2 separate regions of the Sus scrofa genome follow, and region 2 is linked to region 1. A link is a contact called in public HiChIP or PLAC-seq data. All regions are on one chromosome and are shown on one strand. The core of a region is the stretch at or near the end of the contact, and the rest is flanking DNA. Distances in the headings are between cores, read along the strand shown.

Region 1 (4,189 bases), core at 1,647-4,146:
ATGTCGTGGTTTTGATGTCTCTTTCTTATTCATAGCCTGTAACTGCCACATAAACAAACACCATATTTTATATATATATACATATATATATATAAAATTTTTTTCTATATTAGGCATGCTCTCTCTCTCCTCATTTGGGCCTTACAGTAACCCTTTGAGGATCTCATTAACCTCTACCTTACTAGCCCAATTTTACAGATGAGGAAATTGAGGCACAGACACTGATTTTGCCTAAATCCACAAAGGTAGTAAACAGCAAATCTGAGGTTAAGGTCCAGATATGTATACCTCAAAGCCAATCTAGCTTGCTCTTATTTAATCATTTAGTTCCTTACAACTTCACTTATAGTATTATCTTATAGTATTAAACTTTTCATGTTATTTTATCTTCAGAAGTGTGTATATTCCTCAAAGACAGAGATGATTCCATAGAATATTTTTTCATATCTCACAGTACCTAGGACAATATCATGGGCAAAATGGGTACTCTATAAATACTTGTCTATGGATTATTGAATGATTATATGTATATGGGAAACAGTTGAAATATGTATTTTGTTTAATAATTTAACTACTTTAACTACTTTGTTGTACTATAAGCGGATAGGTTTTTTTTTTTTTTAAAGAATCATTTCTGGGGAGTTCCCATTGTGGTACAGTGGGAACGAATCTGACTAGTATCCATGAGGATGTGGGTTTGATCCCCGGCCTCACTCAGTGGGTTAAAGATCCACCATTGCCCTGAGCTGTGGTGTAGGTTGCAGATGTGGCTGGATCCTGTGTTGCTGTGGTTGTGGTGTAGGCAGGCAGCTGTAGCTCCTATTTGACCCCTAGCCTGGGAACTTCCATATGCCATGGGTGCAGCCCTAAAATTAAAAAAAAAAAAAATTAAAAAAAAAGCAAGAGAATCATTTCTGTACAATAAAATTTAAACATACATGTTACTACAAATACTACAATCTCTCTCTCTCTCTCTTTTTTTTTTTTAACATATACTTATACCTGGTCTTTCTTTTCTTTTCTTTTTTTTGGCTGCACCTGTGGCATATGGAAGTTCCTAGGACAGGGACTGAATCTGAGCTTCAGCTGTGACCTGCACCGCAGCAATGGCCTTGCCTGATCCTTAACCCACTACACAGGGCTAGGGATCAAACCTGCACCACCGTAGAGACAACTCGGATCCTTAACCAGCTGTGCCACAGTGGAAACTCCTACAATTTTTCTAGTATGGCTATAGAAAGAATAAAAACATAGTTGAAGTAATATTACAGGAAGTTTGTACATGAAATTTAAGCACTTGTACATTGCCTGGTGTGGAATAAGAGATTATTATTACTACTATTACAATGCTGATTATACAGTTATCGCCTGTTATTATCACAGAGCAATTTGCTCTGAGGGAATTCTTTTTTTTTTTTTTTTGTCTTTTTAGGACCACACCCGCGGCATATGGAGGTTTCCAGGATAGGGGTCTAATCGAAGCTGCAGCTGCTGGCCTACACCACCGCTCACAGCAATGCCAGATCCAAGCCACATCTGCGACCTACAGCACAGCTCATGGCAATGCCAGATCCTTAACCCACTGAGCAAGGCCAGGGATCGAACCCTCAACCTCATGGTTCCTAGTTGTGTTAGTTTCTGCTGCGCCATGACGGGAACTCTGGAATTCTTAATTCTAGCTTTAAAACACTGAGAAGGGGAGTTCCTGTTGTGGTTCAGTGGTAACAAACCCAACTAGCATCCATGAGGATGTGGATTCAATCTCTGGCCTCGCTCAGTGGGCTAAGGATCTGGTATTGCCGTGAGCTGTGGTGTAGGTCGCAGACATGGCTCGGATCCTGCATGGCTGTGGCTGTGGCTATGGCTGGCAGCTGCAGCTTGATTCTTCTTGGGAACTTCCTAATGTTTCAGGTAGAGCCCTAAAAATACAAAAACAAATAAACAAACACAGAAGGAAGAAGAGGAATGTTCCCTGTCCTAACATCTTTCCTTTGATCTTTACTCAGTCTTTAGTGTCATCCCCATTTTTGCTCAAGAGGAACATGAAGCTCAGAGAGGTTGTGCTATTTATGCAGGAAGCAGTGGAACCAGAATTTAAAGGCTGTGGCACAGTGGGTTAAGGATCCAGCATTGTCACTGCAGGAGCCCAGGTCGCTGCTGTGGTGTGGGTTTAATCCCTGTCCTTGAACTTCCACAGGATGTGGGGGTGGCCAAAAACCCACAAAAAAACCCTTATACGTAAGGCAGTAGGTGTACTTGTCTCCAAAGCTACAGCTTTTCTAACTACACCGATACAACTGTGACCCCAAAGCTTGTAGTTTAAAACAATAAACACTTGTTACTTTAAGTGGTTTCTGAGGGTCAGGAATCAAGGAGCAGCTTAGCTGAGGTTGCAAGGCATCCCAAGGCTCAGCAGGCGCTAGAGAAGCTTCTTTTAAGCTCCCTCGTGTAGTTGTTGGCAGGTTTCAGTTCCTTGCTGGCTGTTGCTAGAGGTCTCAGTTCCTTGCTATATAGCCTTTCCAGAGCCTTCCTGAATGTCCTCACAACACAGCAGCTGGCTTTTTCTGTGAGTAATGAGAGGGAAAGCCCAAGACAGAAGTCGTAGTATCTTAAAACCGCATATTGGAAGTGACATATCTTTGCTTCTGCTGCGTGCTGTTGGTCACATAGACCAGCCCTGGTAGAGGGTGGAAGAAGGTTACACAAGGGTGTGAATACCAAGAAGCCACTGGGGAGACTGGCTATCACAAATACTTGGGCTGATTTGGGGGAGTCAACTGGAAAGGATCTATGTGGTGGCAACTTCCTGTGCCAAGTACACTGGTCATTTTATGGGGACTCTTTAGGGGCACAGGGCACCCATTGATGTCTGCTCTGGGCTGTGTGTGTACTTTGTGCTGTCTAGCCTGACATAATATTTCTATATAGTCTGCTCCTGAAGCTCTAGCCCTGAGCAGAGAAGGGGCAGAGGACCCAATGATCCTGTAATAAGAAAAAATTTTTCTTTTTCTTTTTAGGGTCACACCTGCGGCATATGGAAGTTCCTGGGCCAGGGGTGGCATCAAAGCTGCAGCTGCCAACCTACACCACAGCAATACCAGATATGAGCTGTATCTGTGACCTATGCCACAGCCTGCAGCAAAGCCAGATGCTTAACCCCAATGAGGTGAGTGAGGCCAGGAATCGAACCCACATCCTCATGGATACTTGTTGTGTTCCCTTTTTTTTTTTTTTTTTGGTCTTTTTTGTCTTCTTTTGCCATTTCTTGAGCTGTTCCCGCAGCATATGGAGGTTCCCAGGCTAGGGGTCAGATTGGAGCTGTAGCTGCCAGCCTACACCAGAGCCACAGCAACATGGGATACGAGATGGGTTTGCAACCTACAGCACAGCTTACGGCAACGCTGGATCCTTTACCCACTGAGCAAGGGCAGGGATAGAACCCACAACCTCATGGTTCCTAGTTGGATTCGTTAACCACTGAGCCACAAAGGGAACTCCTGGATACTTGTAGGGTTCTTGACCTGCTGAGCCACAAGGGGAATTCCATAAGATATTTTCAAAAGCTGGGCCCAAACACTGTTCTTTTTTTCCCCTAAGCCCGCTGTTTCTTGGTAGGATTTTGGGGAAGGGACTTTTTGATTTTGTCTTTCTCTGGCTCATTTTACACATGAGATTCCTTACTCTGACTATAAACCATGGAAGAGCAGGTTTTCAGTTCTCCATCTCCTAAGTTATCTCTGGGATTTCCAGTCCACTGATGGGGTTAGTCCACTGTTTCTGGATCTGGTTGATCTTTTGGTTTGCTGGTTCATTGAAGCGTTTCCTGACATTAATCAATAGGTGCTGAGCTTGTTCACGTTTAGTCCTTGCTCAACCCACAAATGAAAATTAGAATCATGTGTGCTTTTTTTGGTATGTCCCTTCTTTTGAAAGCATAACCTTGACTTACCAGGCCCAGACAGCCACAGGGGAGAAGAGGGGCCCAGGTTGGAGTTCAAGAGCCACTGTCAAACAAGCCCTGGCTGCTTTGCAGTATTCGAGGGAGTTGCCTCTCTGACCTCGCTCCAAGTGTCAGGAGGTAACACAAAAGGTACCTGTGTGCATGGGTGTATGTTGAGGGGATGGAGGGGGCGGAGTTGGACCTCCTTTGAGGTCCCTGTCCCCAGGCAGGGCCACAGGGCTGCAGAGC
Region 2 (4,121 bases), core at 1,050-3,549, 620 kb before region 1:
GAGAGGAAGTAACAGAAACTGATGTAAAATGGGGTTGGGGGTGGGGTGTTCGCTCGCAGAGAGTTCCCTCTGAGGAAGTGAGCTGAAGGCAGAAAGTGTCAGGGAGATAATCCCAGGCTGGTCCATGGTGGGAAAGACCTGGCAAATTCCTGGAGCCTGAGGGAGATCCACTGTGGACAGCAGGGAAATAGATGGACAGAAGGCACTGCCAGGTCACAAAGGGTGTCTTAGAGTTTGGATTTTATGCTCAATCCAGTGGGAATCCTTTGAAGGGCTTTCCATGGGGGCATGGCATGATCTGATCTGTTAAAAGATCTCTAGCTGCTGTGTGGAGAATCTATCAGAAGCTATTGCAAGAGACTCAGACATGTTAGTGTGGTCCCAGGATGGTGACAGTAAATAGAGAAGAGAATAGATTCAAGATCCATTTACATATAAAATTGACAAGACTTGCTTAGGAATTGGATGTGAGAGTAAGGGAAGGAATGGCTCCCGTCTTCTGGTAGAGTAATTTTTTTTTTTTTTTTTTTTGTCTTTGGTCTTTTGTCTTTTTAGGGCCGCACCTATGGCATCTGGAGGTTCCCAGGCTAAGTTTCGAATCAGAGCTGTAGCCGCCGGTGTACACCAGAGCGACAACAATGCCAGAGCCGGGCCGCATCTTCGAACTACACGACAGCTCACGGCAATGCCAGATCCTCAACCCACTGAGCCGAGGCCAGGGATCGAACCTGCAACCTCATGGTTCCTAGTTAGATTTGTTTCCTCTGCCATGATGGAAACTCCTGGTAGAGTCATTGTATCGGGTGGAGATGCCATTTCTCCATGTGTTCTTCAGAGGAAGAACAGGGTTTGGGGGAGCAGGGACAGGCAAAAGGAAAGTTGCCTGAAGATCAGAAGTTCTGTTTTGTGCATACATGTTTGCCCATGTGTGAAAATGCTGTGAACCCCCAAAGGTGCTGTGTCAAGAATGCTTGGGATACACAGGGTTGATGCTCTCAGTATGTCTAAGTTCTCCAATTTTGGGAATCTTTGCTATATGGATGATATTGAGAGCGACAGGTATGAATGTGATTACTCAAGAGAATGTAGGGAAAGAAGGGCAGACATTTAGAGGTTGGGTAGAAGCAGAAAACTCCCAAAGAACCCCAAGAGGAAGCTTGCACAGAAGAGAGAACCCCACAGACAGTGGTTCCCTGGAGACTAGGACTGTAAGGTGCTTCAAAGTAGGAAGAGTTAGGTGTTCCCTTGTGGCACAGCGGATTAAGGATCTGGTATTGTCACTGCAGCAGCCCGGGTCAGTGCTGTGTCACGGGTTCAGTCCCTGGCCTGGAACTTACATATGCCATGGGGGTGTCCAAAAAAGAAAAGAAAAAGTCAACTGAGTTAAATATTGCTGCAACATGGAAGAGAGAGATGGTATTGAGTCTAGGGTCTTGCAGCGTGGAGATCATTGGTGACTATTAGTTTCCCAGGACTGCCGTTAACAATTGCCACGATTTGGTGGTCTAAAATAAAATAAATCCATTGTCTCAGAGTTCAAGAAGCCCCAAATAAAGCAGTTCTGCACTCCCTCAAAGGCTCTGGAGGAGAATGCTCCCCTACCTCTTCCAGTTGCTGGTGACTCCTTGCAGTCCTCGGCCTCCCTGGCTTGTAGATGCATCACTTCCATCTCTGCCTCTTTCTTCCAATGGCCTCCTCCCCTGTGTCCCTCCTCCATTTCAAATCTCCCACGGCCTTTCTCTAATAAGGACATCTGTCCTTGGACTGAAGGCTCACCCTAAATCCTGAATTGTATCCTCTCAAGATATTGATGTTGTTACATCTTCCAAATAAGTTCGTGCTCACAGGTTCTAGGGATTAGAATTTGAGCAAAGTGACTTTAGCAAAGCAGGTGTGTCAGGGAATTGAAGGAAATTCAGTTGTGTAGACAAGGTTAGAAGGCACGAGGGAGTGTTTGGATTTTGTTTCTTTTTGTTTTTGGTTTTTGTTTTTCAGGATCCACATCATGATTCATAGGCTGGTGAGGCTGGGACAATAGGCAAGAGAGAGAGGGTGAAGAAGCAGGAGAAAGGGGTGATTTTTTTTTTTTTTTTTAAGGGAGGTTTTTGAGAAGAGGGACATGAACTTGAACACATGTGGAAGGTATTGGCCTTTGTAGTGCAAAAAGATAAACCAGGACATATTAAAAATCTTAGAAGAGTTTTCACAAAAATGGATTCAAATCAAGCAGCGCCAAACCAGAAGTGGTTAGAAGCTCCACCAACAGGAACTGGGGAGACTTTAGAGAAAAGGCGGAAACAAAGTAAGGAAGTTGCTGAGTGGCTGTAGTTAAAGCCTCGTTGGCTGTTTGTGATTGGTTGTCCCTAGCATTTTGACTTACAACCTTGAAATATTTACAGGCTTAGATTCTGGTTTGCTTACATAGGCTTCTAGGGCATTAGAGCATCTCAGCCTAATGGCCTCTTAGTTTAATTAATTTAACAGTTGTCAGAGGGACACTTTCTCAAGAGAAATGGGGAAGAAGTCAGCTTGCAGATTCACTTCTGGGAAGACGAGGGATTTCCCATCTGATAGCTTCCACGTTCTCAGTGAATGTGGAGCGGGTAAGTGTGCCTAAGAGCTCAGAAGAGTTTGAGAAGAATAAAGAAAGAATTAAATAGTTACTAATGAAACTGGATTGTCACACAGCGTTGAGAACACACAAGATTCGTGATCAAAGCGGAGTCCTGGCAGGGAAATGACAGTCATGGAGAGTGATTTGAACACACCAAGGGCAGAGCAAGGCCACCAGGAGCTAAGACTCTCAGACAAACTAAGGCAATTTTTTTGTCGTTTTGCCTCAAGGCCTAAGTGTGACTACTTTCACTATCGTGCAGGAGCCAAAAAGCAGAGGAAGCAGATTTGTAGGTTGGTACAGAGAAAGCACAGTTGCAAATAAATGTTTGTATAACTGGATTATGCACAGCCACAAAACATCAGTGTGGTGCTTCTGGCACCAAGGCTGTCATTTTTCCCTTGGTTCTGAGTTTTGTCCGTGACTGGCCATCAGTCACTTCTCTCGCCTGGGTGACCGCTAACTCCATTTTGAAAGGAGATTTTACATCCTTTGTTTTCTAAACCTGGAACTCTGAGAAGCCTCCTTCAAAATAAGTCATAGGCTTGTGTGTGTGTGTGTGTTTGTGTCTTTTTAGGGCCACACCCGTGGCATATGGAGGTTCCTAGGCTAGGGATCAAATCAGCTGTAGCCGCCGGCTGACACCACAGCCACAGCAACACCAGATCTGAACTGCATCTGCAGCCTACACCTCTGCTCACAGCAATGCCCCTGATCCTTAACCCACTGAGCAAGGCCGGGGATAAAACATGCATCCTCAAGGATACTAGTCAGATTCGTTTCCACTGAGCCGAGATGGGAACTCCAAAATGAGCCGTAGGCTTGAGGAATCAATGTGTAAACCAGAAGTAATCTTGAAGACTCTCTTCTGCAGGTGAGGAAACGGAGACATAGCTTGAGAGGGACCAAGAACACAGAACTGGCTTATGAGCAACCCCGCTCTTTCAATCTGGTGCTCTTTCCATTTTATCTCCCTGCCTCCTGTAGAAATAAACTCTACCCATAGACCTTTCTCCAAGCCGCAGGTGGGTATTTCGTTAAAGGTAGTTTATAATTCTATATGTCTCCTAGTTGATTTACTCAGCTCTCTGGAATTTATTTTACAGTACTTCATTATTTTTCTCCTTTCTGAATTTTCCCATTAGGCAATAACTTCTTGCCTAATGGATTATTACTGCTTTCTGATCTGTTTGGGACTATTCCAGAACATCAGATTTAATAGATCCATGTTCCTGAGCAAAGTTCCCAGGAATATATTTCAATAAGTTTATTTTCGAAGTTCCCATAGGGGCACAGCGGAAACGAATCCAACTAGGAACCATGAGGTTTCGGGTTTGATCCCTGGCCTTGCTCAGTGGGTTAAGGAGCTGGCGTTGCCATGAGCTGTGGTGTAGGTCACAGATATTGCTCGGATCCTGCATTGTTGTGGCTGTGGCATAGGCCGGCACCTGTAGCTCCAGTTTGACCCCTACCCTGGGAACCTCCATATGCCGTGGGCGCGGCCCTA

The links. HiChIP or PLAC-seq counts read pairs in DNA pulled down with a chosen protein or histone mark.
Region 2: a contact with region 1 is called in an H3K27ac HiChIP or PLAC-seq map of alveolar macrophages. The contact joins two enhancer-like sites. A contact is called at or near these places in 1 of 47 Hi-C or Micro-C datasets (embryonic fibroblasts) and 1 of 2 datasets of contacts at active chromatin or transcription factors (alveolar macrophages).

The regions. Positions count from the first base shown.
Region 1 is chr9:104,843,273-104,847,461 of Sscrofa11.1, reverse strand. No RefSeq gene overlaps it. Among named protein-coding and RNA genes, the nearest start is that of KMT2E, 31 kb to the left of the region's middle. Within about 2 kb of position 2,896, at least 20 of the 83 cell types and tissues checked have an H3K27ac peak or open chromatin away from gene starts, as enhancers often do. A contact at or near this core is called in alveolar macrophages, where this site is marked.
Region 2 is chr9:105,459,414-105,463,534 of Sscrofa11.1, reverse strand. No RefSeq gene overlaps it. Among named protein-coding and RNA genes, the nearest start is that of RINT1, 69 kb to the right of the region's middle. Within about 2 kb of position 2,299, at least 8 of the 83 cell types and tissues checked have an H3K27ac peak or open chromatin away from gene starts, as enhancers often do. A contact at or near this core is called in alveolar macrophages, where this site is marked.